2 separate regions of the Capra hircus genome follow, and region 1 is linked to region 2. Evidence: chromatin contacts called from public Hi-C data. All regions are on one chromosome and are shown on one strand. Each heading gives the region's core, a stretch centred on a gene start, on an enhancer-like site or on the middle of the called end of the contact. The rest is flanking DNA. Distances are from core to core; before and after follow the strand shown. Region 1 has its middle 95 kb from the start of PARP11. Region 2 holds the start of CCND2 (G1/S-specific cyclin-D2).

Region 1 (7,486 bases), core at 884-3,383, 230 kb before region 2:
GCCTGGGTTCGATTCCTGGTCAGGGAACTAGATCCCACAATCAACTGAAGATCCCACAAGCCACGAGTAAGACCCAACACAGACAAAATAAATAAAAAATTTAAAAAGAGCCCTTATTCTGGAAAAAAAAAAAAACAACCCTACTTCCTATCCATAGGAGACTGGTTCTATAAACCACAATATCCTCACACAATGGAATATTAACAGCTATAAAAACAATGAGGAAGTTTTAAAAATACATTGATATGGAAAGTTAGCCAATGTACACTGTTCTGTTAAAAAGTGTTTAAAATGTGTACAAAGGGTGCTTCCTTTTTGTCTAATGCAGAAAGACAACAATAATGTATACTTACATGTGTTTGTATTTGCATAAAAAAACACGGAGAGAACACACATGAAATTAACAACAGTTTCTGCCGGCAGAGCAGAGAGGAAAGAGAGATGCCAGGGTCGGCTGGTGACACAATGAATTGATATTTACCATAAGCTTTTTCATTGTTTTGATCTTGGACCATGTGAATTGCATTACCTAATCCAAAAAAACGCTGGGGGTGGGGGAGAAAGGATACGTACTTTGCCTAACTTGATTAAAGAAAAAGCACAAGAAGAAAAACCAGGATCAGAAGCTTTGGATGGAACCGTGCCTGTCTCAGTTGCCTGGGGAAAACCCCAGGATTTACAAAGAGCTTGAAAAAATCTTGGGAAGGAGGTGAGGTGAACGCAGTGCTTTATCATGGTTTCCAAGAATCTGAAGCCACGTTGATGCTTGCGGGGCCAAGTGGGAGACACAGGATCCCACACCCAAAGGAGGCGTTAAACTCTAGGAACTGCTAGGATGGGTTTCCATCGAGACTTAGGAATCTCACACTTTGATTTGGGTGAGTCTTGACTGGGCTTCCAGACCCATGAGTCCAAGATAATTATTCCAGTCCAGATACTCCCTGACAGCGAGGATGAGTTCCTTTCTCCAGCCAGATCCTAATTGCGGGTGAAAACCGGCAAGCCTGAAGCTGAGCTCCAGGGGTCAGGGGGCTTGTGCCTTGGGTGGCAAATCTGTACAAAGTGAAATGAATAGTACTTGTTAAATAAGCATCACTTTCCTTCTTTAATTTTTTTAAAGCAGAGCTCTTTAAAAAGTCATTGATTTCTGATTGCGCGGGGTCTTCGTTGCTGCGCAGGCTTTTCTCTAGTTGTGGAAAGTGGGGGCTACTTTCCAGCCGCGGTTCTCCGGCTTCCCTTGCCGCAGAGCACAGGTTCAAGGCTCCCGGGCTTCAGCAGTCGTGGCTCAGACTTAGCTGCTCCAAGGCACGTGGTATCTCCCCGAACCAGGGCTGGAACCTGCGTCCCCTGCACTAGCAGGCAGATTCTTAACCTCTGGGCCGCCAGGGAAGTCCCCTTACCTCCTTTTAGAAATAGAATATTATCACTCCCTGGAGAGCAGGGACATACACTGCTTTTCCACTCCTTATTCCACTACTTGTGGAATAAACGAATGAATGAATGCATTGTCTAAAACCCATGAAGTAGAGTTCATTTGTGAGTTGTGTGAAAAATCATTTGCAACAAGCCATCAAATTATTTTGGGAAGCAGCAAAGGTTCCAGGTTGTGTCTCACGCTGGGAGGAGGTGACAGCTTTGCCGGTAGAGGGCAGTGGTGACTTGTCAATTAAAACAAGTGTGTGTGCGCGCGCGCGCGCGCGCGCGCGTGCATCCCGCAGCCCACACTCCTCTCTGTTCCTCCTCTCCACCGTCAGCTCCTTCCTGCGGTATCTGTCAAGGCAGAATGACCTGCCTTCGGTCAATACATACACTTCAGTGATGGACAGTTGAGGTCATAGTCCTTGACCCACGAAACCCCCTTGGCTGGACTTGGCAAACCCACCTCCGTGCTGGAATGAACTTGAATTCTACATTAATACCTTCTTAATAACATTCAGAAACCGTGGGGATTGTTTTCTGGGAAAGAAGATGCCGCCCCCTCCCCTCTTCCCCTGGGGCCCCTGACCCCTCTTTATCTGCTGACAGGCACCATATCTAATCTCGGGAATGAGGGGCAGCTCTGCAAGACCTGGGCGCTTTCCGGGTGGAGGGAGCGGGCAGGGAGGAGCGCCCGGCCAGGATCGCAGGCTGCTCAAATATTTAAGGGTACAAAGAAGCAGCTGTCAAGCACTTGTGCATTCGGGAGGGAGAGGGAGCCGGGTATAATTAGCCTGCCCTGGTTCCCCGCAAGGACTTCTCCCCTGGGGCCCCCTCAGCCCAACCGACTGCATGCAGATCAGCACCAGAGGAGGCTGACGGCTTGCATTCCTTTCCTCCAAAACTCTGGGAAAGAAGACTTTCCTCTCCAGGATAATACATGGGGGACGTCCTTCACCCCCTGACTTTTTCTGGACCTCAGTGACTTCAGCTGATAAATAGAACTAAATTCACTGACTCCACTTCCAACCTGACAATTCAGTGATGGAATCGAGGGCCTTGGCTTCCATGGTGGCTCAGCTACTAAAGAATCGCCTGCAATGCGAGAGACCTGGGTTCGATCCCTGGGTTGGGAAGATCCCCTGGAGAAGGGAACGGCTACCCACTCCAGTATTCTGGCTGGAGAATTCCACGGACTGTATAGTCCATGGGGTCACAAAGAGTCAGACACAACTGAGCAACTTCCTCTTACACTTCACTACAAAGTGGTGAGCCCACTGGTACCCAGCAGAACGCACACAGGGACCCACTGGGACAAAACTAAGTCCAGAAAGTCAGCTACGTGTAAAGTCGGGTCAGGCCTCCTGGGGATGAGCGTGGTATGGACTAGAACCTATAAGAGGGAGCTAGGGAGGTGTCAGACAGCAAGGGAGAACAATGACATCCAAGTAGGAATCACCCTTTCTATTTGTGTGATGCTTGTGAAGCGCTTCCATGTCTGGCAGCTCACTGAAACCTCAGGATGGACTGTGAGGTCGACTAGGGCAGGGAGGCCCCATTTTAAAGATGTGTGCCTGTATGCTCAGAAGCTCAATCATGCAACACCATGGCCTATAGTCCACCAGGCTCCTCTGCCCATGGGATGTTCCTGGCAAGAATACTAGAATGGGTTGCCATTTCTTTCTCCAGGGGATCTTCCCTACCCAGGGATTAAATCCATGTCTCCTGAGTCTCCTGCATTGGCAGGCAGATTCTTTACCGCGGAGCCACTTGGGAAGCCCATTTTAAAGATGAGACTGGAGCAAACACAGGGTGAGCATCCTGTTCTTGTTTCTCCCATTTTCTAATTTCATAGCCAGTGCCCCTGGAATAAATGGGTAGAAGGCACTGGTGGAAACAAACACGGTTCCCTGGGTTCCACACAAAGATGGCAAAAAGTTCAGGTTAGGGGATTTGGGCAGGATCTTCCCAATAAGTGCCCCCAAACAACCCCAATCCTTGTAGGTAGGAGGGGACTTGAAAGCTGTAAGCTTGTGGGCTACCAAGCTGAAAGGCAGAGAGGAAAGGGAAGACGCCATCAGTCTTGGTTTTCAGAAGTAGAGACTGAAGGCTATTTCATGCTTAGCGTTCGTTAGACTTCAACATTGCAAAAAAAAAACCACACACACACACAACTAAAACCCTCTGTGTACCGAGCCTGAAAGGAGCTACGTCAAGGGATGAAGGGCACTAATAAGTGTGGTCCAGTGCCTTCCTGCCCCCGGCAAGGAATGCAGCAATCCTTAATATTAACAGGAGTCTGCAGGGTCCTGGCTGGAAGCACTGGGTTACCTGTGACCTGGGGGAGCTGGAGAGGGAGGCATGGCAGGGGAGAGAAGCCCTTGTAAATATGGGTGGAGTCGGCACACCAAGTTGTGGGGGGCAAGTGCCAATCTCTGTCCCACAGATGCTTTAGAAACACTGTAGGACACAGTTAACCGGATTCATCACCCATCTCAGGTAAGAAATCCCTGAAAACGATGGTAACAATTATTGTCCTGTTATGGTAACTTGATATGCGTGCACACTTAAGTCATTTCAGTCGTGTCTGACTCTTTGCAACCCCGTGGACTATAGCCCACCAGGCTCTTGCCCATGGGGATTCTCCAGGAAAGAATACCAGAGTGGGTTGCCATGCCCTCCGCCAGGGGATCTTCCCAACCCAGGGATCAAATCCATGCCTCTTATGTCTCCTGTGTTGACAGGCAGGTTCTTTACCATTAGCGCCACCTGGGGAGCCCCGTTTCCTGGTCTCTATACATATATTATCTCACTTGATCCCCTAATGGGACACATACAAGGCAGGAATTATTTTTGTTCTTTCACAGAGGAGGAAACTGAGGCCCAAAGTATTGAAATGGTTTGACCAAGGTCATGCAGCTGGTACAGCTCTGAGCTGAAGTTCAAGCACGGAATCCTGACTCCATCTCGACCCAGTTTTCTTTTCAGGTAAGAAAAGCTGGGAAGGGCTGCCCTGGTGGCTCAGTGGTAAAGAATCTGCCTGCCAGTGTGGGAGACTCAGGTTCGATCCCTGATCTGGGAAGATCCCACATGCCACAGGGCAACTAAGCCAGAGTGCAAAATAAATAAACAGATAAAAAGAAAAGACAGGAAGAGAAAGAGCCTGAACAGCAGCCTGGCCTCCCAGCCTCCTCTGAGGGCCTTGCTGGGTGCTGCGCTAAGTCTCTTCAGTCATGTTCAACTCCGTGCGGCCCCATGGACTGTAGCCCACCAGGCTCCTCTGTCCATGGGATTCTCCAGGCAAGAATAGTGGAGTGGGTTGCCATTTCCTCCTCCAGAGGTTCTTTCCGACCCAGGGATCTTGCCTTGCAAGCAGATTCTCTACCGTCTGAGCCACCAGAGCTCCAGGTAAAGGCGGTCCAGTACAGAGTTACTTGTGCAGTGCACAGGCTGGGACACCGGACACAGGCTCCCCACAACTTCAGCAAGTTTGTGTGGCTGTAAGGAAGCAGAAGGAAGAGGGAAGGAAGGATGGGGATGTAGCAGAGGAGTGCAGAGGGAAATGAAAGAAAAAGTGATGGACCGAGAATCCATAGTCTTTTTCTTTTTTTTCAACTGAAGTATAATTGACTTACAGTATTATATTAGTTTCAGGGGAACAACATAGTAATTCAATATTTTTAAACATTACAAGACAATCACCACGATAAGTCTAGTTACCATCTGTCCCCATACAAAGTTATTACAATGTTATTGGCTATATTCCCTATGTCTGTACGTTACATCTCTGTGACCCATTTAAATTCTATCACTAGGACTTTGCACCTTGTAATCCCCTTCATCATTTTGCCCATCCCCCCTTCCCTTTTCCCTGGTAATCATTCATTTGTTCTCCGCATCTATAAATCTGCTTCTGGGGAGTTGGGGAGGGGGGCGGGGAGTCAACGGATTTTTCCGTTTGTTTTCTTTTTTTCAGCTCTATGTATAAGTGAAATCGTTTGGTATTTGTCCTTCTCTGACTCATTTCACTTAGCATAATACTCTCTAAGTTCATCCATGCATGCATGCTAAGTCACTTCAGTTGTGTCTGAGTCTTTGTGATCCTACGGACTATAGCCCACCAGGCTCCTCTGTCCATGGGATTCTCCAGGCAATAATACTAGAGTGGGTTGCCACATCCTCCTCCAGAGGATCTCCCTGACCCAGGGATGGAACAAGCATCTCCTGCATTGGCAGGCAGATTCTTTACCACTAGCACCACCTGGAAATCCACCTGAGATGGACCTAGGCTCATCCACATTGCAAATAGCAAGATTTCATTCTTTTTCACAGTTGAGTACTCCTCCATTTTCTACACATATATCACCTCTTCTTTTATTCATTCGTCCCTGGATGGACACTTTGGTAGCTTCCAAGTCTTAGCTGTTGAAAACGATGCTGCAGTGAACACAAGGGTGTATATATCTTTTCAAATTAGCGTTTTGAAAAACTGAAAAAAAACATTGCTGGGACTTCCCTGGTTGTCCAGTGGCTAAGACTCTGCACTGCCAAAGCAAGGGGTCTGGGTTCGATCGATCACCGGTCAGGGAACTAGATCCCATATACTGCAACTAAGAGCTCACATGCCACAACTAAGACCTGGTGCCGCCAAGTAAATGAATAAGTATTTCAAAAGAAAAAGTACTGCTAAGACTAAGGCCAGAGTGTACTGCCTATGTTCTCTTCTAGGGGTTGTATGGTTTCAGGTGGAAGAATCCATGGTCTTGGAATTTAGTCCAACTGTGCTTTTATCTGCAAGCTGGGGAAAATCACTCCATCAACCTGAGCCCCAGGCCCGCCCTGCATAAAATAGGATGCTGGGACAAATGGATCTAAAGTCCCTTCTGGCTCCAAAATGTTAGGACTGAAAATTCGTCTGTGTTCACATGTGTACACACACACACACACACACACACAGACCATTGCACCCAGATTATGAATGTCAACACTCATTCACTCATTAAGTAAGTTGCCTGTTAAATGCAAAGCAATTTTAGTGCCCAGTTATGACTTAAAGATGAGCATAAGCTAGACACATATTTGAATTTCAAAGTAAACCACATTATTTATGTTAGTATATAAGTCTATGTGTGCCAAGAAGAGGGCTGGAAATTTAGCACAGGTTATCAGTGACTTGGGCAGACAGGAAATGCTGGGTCCTCACATCCATGGTAGCTGTTACTAAGCTTCCCAGGTGGTTCAGACAGTAAAGAATCCACCTGCCAATCCAGGAGACATGGGTTCGATTCCTGGGTTAGGAAGATCCCCTGGAGAAGGGAATGGCTACCTACTCCAATACTCTTGCTTGGAGAATCCCACGGACAGAGGAGGCTGACTGGGCTACAGTCCACAGGGTCACAAAGAACTGGACACGACTGAGCGACTGAACACACATTAGTAAGTTCAGAGAGTGTGTCTTGCACATGAACTAAACCAGGTATCCAGGGGCACGTGAAGACACAGTGAAACCCAACGCATGAGCTCGATGAACTATCTCATGTTCCAAATTCCCCAAGGAGAGCCGCGATTGCCCTCAAGACACAGGTCGTTCTCAAGAAGTCCTGTGGACTTCTTCCTGCATTAGGATAGCAAGATGACTGCAGAGGGGAAGGAGTTAACCCGCAGTGGGAGTTTGCTGGTTGGAAGGATTTTTATGAGCCCTGGCGGGATGAACATGCCTCCTGCCCACTTCTGCCCAGTGCCACGGTGGAATGAAACATTTCCTTCTACACTCCAACTGCATCTGCCCTCTTAATCCCACCTCGAGGCATGGGCAGAGGGTGGAAGCCAGGGGGCAGAGAGCGCCAGTCCACCAAAATTCACAGAGAGGTTGGGTCAGTGGTCCCAGCCCATACAGGAAGTCGGATGCAGGGGCCCTGGCACCGCCCGGGGAATCTATGAGCTCCAGGCTTTGCTGCCAACAGATGCTTGTGTTTCCTGCCATGTTTGTTTAATGGTAGAAACATTTCAGGGGAAACCAGAGACCTGGCTTCTCTGAGGCTCACCTGTTGCTTTGGAATGTATTTATTTG
Region 2 (7,851 bases), core at 3,620-6,119:
GAAAAGTCACGCGTGAAAAACTCCTGGTGTCAAAATATGTGCCGAACTCCCTGCCGGGGAACAGAAAGCACACCCACGTCTCCATCACTGGAGAGGCGGAGGACAGCCGGGTGGCGGCGCGTCGCGACCAGCACTCGCGATATTCAATCTGATGTCGCCAACGAGCGCAACTGGACCGCAACCCCAAGAAATCAGCTTTTCCCGGAGCTAGGAGCAACTCGCGGCTTCCAAAGGCTGAAAATCAGCTCCTCCGGGTGGAAGATGCGGGGGCGCGGGGGCGGGGGGAGGGCCTGGGAGCCGGTCGCCGCTCGGCTCCGGGCGGGCGCGCACGGCGGGTCCCAGCGACCGCGGCGGCCGGGGGCGCGCGGCAGGAGCGCCCCTCGCGAGGTGCCGGCCACGCCGCCGCCGCCGCCCGCCCCCTCCCCCGCCGCTTCCTCTCGCTCTCCCAGCCCCTTCCCCCACGTGTGGGTGACGTCAAAATTCCGCGAAAAAGCCGCGTGGTGGCTCCTCCAGCGGAGGCGCGATTCCGCCGCCCAGCGGGCCCCTCCCGGGCGCCTGGGTGGGGGAGGGCGAAGCAGTGAGCCGGCCGGTTCCCTTTCCTCCCGGAGGCCGGGCCCGCCGACGCCGCGGGCCAGACGCCCCCCGCCCCAAATCTTAGTGGAAAAGTCACTTTTTTTAATAAAGCGAATACATTTCCAGGGCTATTTTCGGCCGCGTAAGGCGTGTCCAGCAGCTGAATCAGACAGGAAGAGGGGGAAAGTTCGGGTCTCTTTACTTTTTATTTTTTTTCCAAGGGAGAAGAGGACGATGTGAGGTGGGCGAACGGACGGCAGGCGTTCCAGACCCGTGCCTGTCACAGCTGCCGCCCCAGGCACGCAGCCCGGGTTCGAGCTCGGACCTCGCCAGGGCGGCTGGAGAGCGCAAGCCCCCGCCCGGCTCTGTCCCCGCAGGGTCCAGGCGCCCCGGAGCCGCCGCGGGCAGGGGGCAGCCGTGCCAAGTCCCGGAAGCGCCCTCACACCTGGTGTCCCTGCGCCTGGCCTGCGGTGGGGTGGGGCTCCCGACGGCTCATGCCCACCCACTCACCCTCTGTCCCCGTGCGCTCCAGTTCCTGACCTGTCCCTCTCCTTGTGCACATTTCTCTAACTTGTTGCTGCCCCCCCTCTCCCACTCCAGCCGCTCTTCTGCGCCCCGTCCGGTTCCTCCCTGGTACCCCGGGCGCCCGGAGCCGGGGCTCGGACCCTCGGCCATCTGCTTTCAAGCCACCGTCGGGTTTTCGGTTTTGACTGCCTGTCCATCCCTAAATGGGAAAACCCCGACACAGCTCTGCTCTAGGGGGGCAGTAAGGGCTGGGGGGAGGGCCTGAGCCCGAGCTCCCCTCCCCTCCCCCACCCCGCCTGAGCGCCCCTCTGAGGACGCAGCTTCCCGTCGACGGCGGGATCACCTGGCTGGGCGGCGTCCGCCAGGTGAGCTGGGGCGTAAGTGTGCTCAGCGTTGCAGGTTCCTGCAGAAATGTGCCTATAAACACCCTACACCTACAGGGTTTTGTACACTTTCCAACCGAAACTGCACAACGCGAGAGGTGGTGAGCCGGCCCGGGAGGGAATAAAAATCCAATAAAACCGAAGTTCGCTAAAGGTTATCACTGATCCCTCGAAGGGTAGGAATTTTTTTTTCCCCTTGAGGCATGGAAAAGGAATAAGGAAGAGCCAACATTCTCCTTCCCCCCGCCCCCAACAGTGACCAGTTTTGACTTAAAAGCTAGAGCACAAGTTTGGTTTTTTTTTTCTTTCCCCTCTAAACCTACGTCTACACTCAAAGAAAATGCGCAGGTTTGCCCAGAAGGCAACGTCCCTTTTCCCGCGTGCGAGACGGTGTGCTTTTTAACAAGCAAAATTAAGATTTTAACACATGGTCCGAGTGGCGACGAAAAGGGAAAACTCAGTTTCCAGTCCAAGCCTCCCGGAGACATTCCTGCCAACCTCCGCACCCTCGCACGCCCCACCCCGAGCCTCGGAGCCCGAACCACTGGGGGATGGATTCGCCGCGAGGTTGCAGTTCGGATAGAGTCCGTGATCAGAAGGGGAAGTCAACGGGAAACTGGAAGGAGCGAGCCTGCCGCGCGGGGAGCGCCCGCACTGGCGGATCGGGGTGGACGGAGAGGGCGGCGGGGAGACGGGCACCCGCCTGCGCCCCTCCCCTTCACGACCGCCTCCCCTCCGCCCCCGGCCCCGCTCCCCGCCGGAATTTCTCAGTAAAGCCAGACGGGTTTGGGGTTGGGGGGAGGGAAGGGGCGAGGGGGCCCCTCGGCTCGCTCCGGAGACTTGAGGCCCTGCCACCCAGGCTTTCTCCCCAGGGTGGGCGAGGCCCGGAGGACGACCACCCGCCTCTTCCCCATCCCCCCTCCCCCCCCCCCCGCTGCCCCTCTTCAGGGGACCCCGAGCTCAGGATGCTTTCTCTGCAGGGAGGTGGAGAAAAGACTGTGCTGCGTTAGTTATCAAGTGATGTCAAGAGGCTGGGGGCCCTGGCCGGCTTCTGTCCTTGCCTGTCGGGGCAGATTTATACTTTAAAAATACCTCTCTCGCCCCCACTGCCCCCAGCCCACTCCACCCCCAACTCCCGCAGGCTTTCTTTGATCCGCTCAAAGGTGGCTGAACTGAAGTTTGAGTAGGTCTTTTATGGGGTCTTAAAATGTAAGTTAACGTATTTATCCGGAGTGATTCAAGGCCTGAGTCGGGAAGTCCACGTTGACTGAAATCAATAGGCGATTGTTAGGGACCCGATCTTTTCCGAGGAACACGCTCCTGGGCCCCGGGTGTCACCCGCCGCGCGGGGCTGTTTCATTTTGAGTTTGCAACTTGGGTTTTTCAGCGAGCTTTTTTTTTCTTCCCGAAAGCTAATGGCTTCCACCGTAATTAGACATTCTCCTCGCCCGCCCCCTTCCCTCCCCTTTCTTTACGTACAGTCGATAGGATCCTAATTCCTGCGGCTATTGATAAGGTCGCGGGCGCCCCGGCCTCTCACTAGCCCCCGCCCGCCCCATCCCCGCTCTCCCTCCGCCCTCCCTTCCTTGGCTTCCTTTTGATGTAGCGGGGAACGCGTCCTACTAAAAAAAAAAAAAAAAAAAGTAATCTGCCCGGTAACAATCAGCGCGCAGTAGCAGGAGACCCAGAGCTATTGGCTATGCAAATAGAGGGAGGGGAGACGGCGCCCCAAACTCTTACTCACCCTTTTAAAGCGATAGCCCCCTCCACCCACCCACCCACCCACCCACCCCTTCCGCCCCACCCTCGTGGAAAGGGGCTGGCCCCGGGGCCGGAGTTAATCGCTCGCACCTCTGGTTTTCTGCGCGCTCCCCGCGTTCCCTTTCACCTCCCCCTCCTTTCAGGGAACCGCTCGCCGGGTTCACCCATCCCGCACCCCCCCGACCACGCTCGCCCTCCATGCCCCGGTTCTGAGACCCTCCTTGCTTCGCGAGGGAGGTGCTGGGCTGACCTCGGGGTGTCGCGAGAGCCCCGACCCACGCGGCGCTCGCCGCACGTGCCAGCTCGGCCAGCACCCGGGACGCAGGGCCCGCTCCTTTCCCCCTCGGAGTGAAATAGCACAGAGGGCAGGGTGGGAGGGGGGTGGCGGGAGGAAGGAGGTGAGGAAACGCCCCCGGATCCCCTCCCAAAGCTGCTTTGACCGGAGGATGCGTCGGAGCACGTGTCGGAGCCGACCGCGTCTCCACCGCAGTCCAGTTCTCGAGGAGAAAGCCCTGGCTGCGATGGAGGCGTGAACCCGGAGGGTCCGCGAGCGTGCCGGCGAGGGACCCGGGGTGGGAGATCTTGGGCCTCGGAGGAAACGAAGGAGTGGTGTCGTTGGCGCTGGGGGAGAGACAGGGAGCCCAATCTACCCCCTCTCTCGCCCCCCTCCCGGCACCCCCCCCGCCCCGGGCTATTTCCTAGAAAGCTGTATCAGTGTGGCCACGCTCGGCGCAGACACCTCGGGCGGCTTGTCAGCAGATGCAGGGCGAGGAAGCGGGTTTTTCCTGCGTGGCCGCTGGCCGCGGCGGAACCGCTGGTAGCCCTGCCCCCGGCCTGCGGCGGCTCGGGGCGCCTCCCCGCGTCTCCCAGTGGCGCCTGCGGCGCCCCAAGAACGGGAGGGTTTCTGCTGCTAGGTCACAATATCCCACGTCGAAGAAGCGCCCCCTCCCTCCGGACACCAACCCCTCCGCCTTCTTCCTTTCCCCACACATCTGCGTTGGGGGGTGGGGGCGGTGGCATGGGGCGGAGTGGGGGGGCTGTATTTTGGTCCCTATAATCGGGTTTCGGAAACAGGCTGAAAATGATTAAGAACGTACATTTCAGGGCCATACATACCCTTTCCCTCTGGGTATGCAAAGTTAACTGTTTTCCAAAATCACCCTCCTTCGGGTTCATATAAGGGATCTTATTTCTCAATCGTTTGAGCCCACCTCATCTTCAGCTCACCCACCGGTCATTCCTGGATCTTAAATTCGTGGGCTGGAGTGTAGCGATCATGTTTGAGGAAACCAGAGTCGGAGGGTCGTATTTTTGGCGGGATGCACCTACAGAATGTGCTGCAATTACAGGGAATAAGTAGGGATCGGTGGGGTTTTGTGGTTTTTTTGGTGGGTTCCCCTCTCCTGGGCCCCTGGCTTGGTGGAGGGAGAGGGCCTCGGAGAGCTAAGGGAGAGGGTGGGGGGCGGCGCGGGGGACCGCGTTTGAAGTTTGGTCGGGCCAGCTGCTGTTCTCCTTAATAACAAGAGGGGAAAGGAGGGAGAGACTGAAAGGAGGAGGGGAGGGCCGGGAGGGGAGGGAAGGGGAGGAGGAACCGGAGAGGGGGGTGAGGCGAGAGGGAGGAGAAGTAACTGCCCAGCCAGTTTGCGTCACTGCCTCAGCGAGCAGAGAGCCGAGCGAGCTGGGGAGAGCAGACAAGTTTGAAGGGGAGGGCAGAGAGAGTCAGCCGCCCCCGGGGCGCTCCTCTCCCACCGCCCATCCTTCCCTTTCCACTCTTCCTCCCCGGCTTCTCTCTCTCTCTCTCTCTCTGCCTTTAACTCTACCCCTCCAAAAAAACCCTTATTTAGCCAAAGGAAGGAGGTACGGGGAATCCTCTCCCCTCCCCCCTCCCAAAAAAACCCCAACTTTTCCAGTCCGGAGATCGCAGGGGCACGAGCGAGTAGCCAGCTGGCCATGGAGCTGCTGTGCGGCGAGGTGGAGCCGGTCCGCAGGGCCGTGCCGGACGCCAACCTGCTCCACGACGACCGCGTGTTGCAGAACTTGCTGACCATCGAGGAGCGCTACCTGCCCCAGTGCTCCTACTTCAAGTGCGTGCAGAAGGACATTCAGCCCTACATGCGCAGGATGGTGGCCACCTGGATGCTGGAGGTAGGGCTGCAGGCAGGCGCTCCGTCGGCCCCCGCGCCGGGTCCCGGAACCTGGGCGAGGGCAGCCTCGGGAGCCCGCCTCCCCACTCCTGCGCCAGAGCTTACCCCCGCGCCCTTGGCGAGACGCGTGGCTTCCTCTCGGTTCCTTGCGGGGGGTGCAAGATTCCCGGGGGGGAGGGGGAGAGCAGCGAGGTTGTCCCAGGGCGGGGGGTGGGGGAGCATCCCGAGCGCGTGTGCCTGCATGCGGCTGCCACCTCTTCCCACCGGCACCCACCCCCGTCGCGACCTTTTGCTAAGCCGAGGCTGCTTGCGGTGCCTTGAAGAAGAGAATGGGAGGGTGAACCCCGAAGTTAAAAAGTCAGCTGCACCCCCTTCCCCCGCAAAGGCCAGAGCAAATGGGTCCTAGCCTCGGGTCCCCGCATGTGGTCGGGACTCCGCGTTGGCACTTAAGGGGGGAGGGAGAGGGCGGAGGGAGAAGAGAAACGGGGAATTCAGGAGCCCCGGAAGTCACACTGAAGAAACGTGTGTTTTCGGGGAACCCAGAAGAAGCACTTCTTTCCCCTTGCTCCGAACCCTTGCCGTGTGCCCACGTCTGCACGGCTCCGGACCTGCCGTGGTTTCGCCATGTTGCTTTGTAAACTCGGGGGTGGAGCGGCTGGACGCGTCGCCTGCTCCCCCTCGCACCCCACGACCCCGGTCCCCCCACTTCTGATGGCGCCCTCTCTCCCCCATCACCCACCCCGCCCCCTCGTGAAGGTTACTTACGGTTCGGCCTTCAGTTTCCTGGGTGCGGAGATCTGGGTGGGGTGGGAGGGGGAGGAGGTGTGTGCAGGGGGGATAGCGGGGCCCCCCCGAAGGAGAGGCCGGAGCCCCCCGCGCCTCTCCCCGGCGGCTCCCCGTCCTCGAGCGTCCCCCAGCTCTTCGCCACCGTCCCCGGCCTCTGCCCTTGTGGGCCGCGGCCGGACACTCCCGCCGCCGCGCTCTCCCCTGCAAGTTTCCCCTCGGGATCCGAAGCCCCAGGGGTCGCGCTCCAGACCTTCCCGGCGCCTCAAACCTCCGCTGCGGGAAGCCTGGGTCCTCTGCGGGGTTTTCACGGCGAAAGGGCTTTTCTGGGATATTTCCTCGATTTTTAATTATTTTTTGAACCCGTCTCCCCTGCTCCGACTCCGGCCGCCCAGGCTGCGCGGCGCTCGCTCCCTCCGCCCTCCCCCCGCTTCCCCACCTCTCCCCACCCACCCCCCCAAATGCGGCGCCTGGGCCGCGGGGACCCCTCCAGACAATTTTTTCAATTGTCGGAAATGATAGAGCAGGGTCTGGGGATCCGAATGAGACCAAGAACGAGACCCCTGGAGCCTCCAGAATATTTTTATTGATTTTTTGAAAAGATGACGAAATCCAAAAAAGAGAGTGAGTGAGTGCGAGCGCCCGGAGTAGTGAGCGGCCCACGGGGGCGGCGGGGCCGGCGCTGCTGCGCCCTCGGCTTCGGGGTCCTTAAGCCCCCTCTCCTTTGAGATTTTAAGTTCCCGGGGAGGACCCCCGCGCGGATGGCCATGTAAATTGCCCCCAATTTCCTCGTCTTCATTCTTATCGCTTATGCTACTCCCCTCCCCTCCCCCCAAATTCAACATTTTTGTCATTTCCCTGGATTGTGCGATTTCCCTTTCTTCCTCCTTTCCTGATATGATGGTCTCCCCCTACCCCGACCCCTTCCCACTCATGTCGTAGGTCTGTGAGGAGCAGAAGTGCGAAGAGGAGGTCTTTCCTCTCGCCATCAATTACCTGGACCGCTTCTTGGCCGGAGTCCCAACTCCGAAGACCCATCTGCAGCTGCTGGGGGCCGTGTGCATGTTCCTGGCGTCCAAGCTCAAAGAGACCATCCCGCTGACCGCTGAGAAGTTGTGCATTTACACCGACAACTCCATCAAGCCTCAGGAGCTGCTGGTAATGCCTGCCTCCTTCCTGCCTGCCTGCCTTTCTGCTCTGCCCTGGCCTAATCCGCCTTGACCCACCGCTCCCAGAACAAACTCTTAGGACCCCAAATTACCCATCTGTGAAATGTCCACCCTTTGGGGAACTCTGACTTTTCCTATTGAGACTCCTTGTGTTCCTACTGTGTGCTGGACTGTATATACAAAGTACTCAGGCTCCGCCCATGCATAAGATCTTCCTTCACAGAGGTTTGGGTTGCTGACACTCATTTGCAGAGTGTGTGTGTGTGTGTGTGTGTGTGTGTGTGTGTGTGTAGTGGAGGTATAGAACACAGTGATAATATTTTAATTAAATTCCCAGTTTTCAATCACTGACTTCTGAGACAGTCGTCAACCTCAACATGATTCAGACGTGTTGTGACGTGTCTCCTAAGAACTAGGAGTTCAAAGGTAGCCTCTAGGGAATCTCTCAGTCTCTGGCATACCTGGACATAGTAGCTGTTCACTAAACACCAACTCACTGGCTTTTGAGCAGAG

Evidence for each region. Hi-C and Micro-C count contacts between places; a contact is called where the count stands out from the background.
Region 1: a contact with region 2 is called in a Hi-C map of blood, with 2.3 times the contacts expected there. The contact joins the enhancer-like site here to the promoter of CCND2 in region 2. A contact is called at or near these places in 2 of 5 Hi-C or Micro-C datasets (both in blood).

Annotation. Positions count from the first base shown.
Region 1 is chr5:104,934,093-104,941,578 of ARS1.2, reverse strand. No RefSeq gene overlaps it. Among named protein-coding and RNA genes, the nearest start is that of PARP11, 95 kb to the left of the region's middle. Within about 2 kb of position 2,133, at least 2 of the 5 cell types and tissues checked have an H3K27ac peak or open chromatin away from gene starts, as enhancers often do.
Region 2 is chr5:104,706,126-104,713,976 of ARS1.2, reverse strand. It overlaps CCND2 (G1/S-specific cyclin-D2), which reads left to right and starts at 4,869. Exons shown (of 5, transcript XM_005680985.3): 1 at 4,869-5,387; 2 at 7,112-7,327. The coding sequence starts at 5,193. LOC108636066 (a long non-coding RNA gene) reads right to left here and starts at 6,599. Exons shown (of 3, transcript XR_001918114.1): 1 at 6,152-6,599.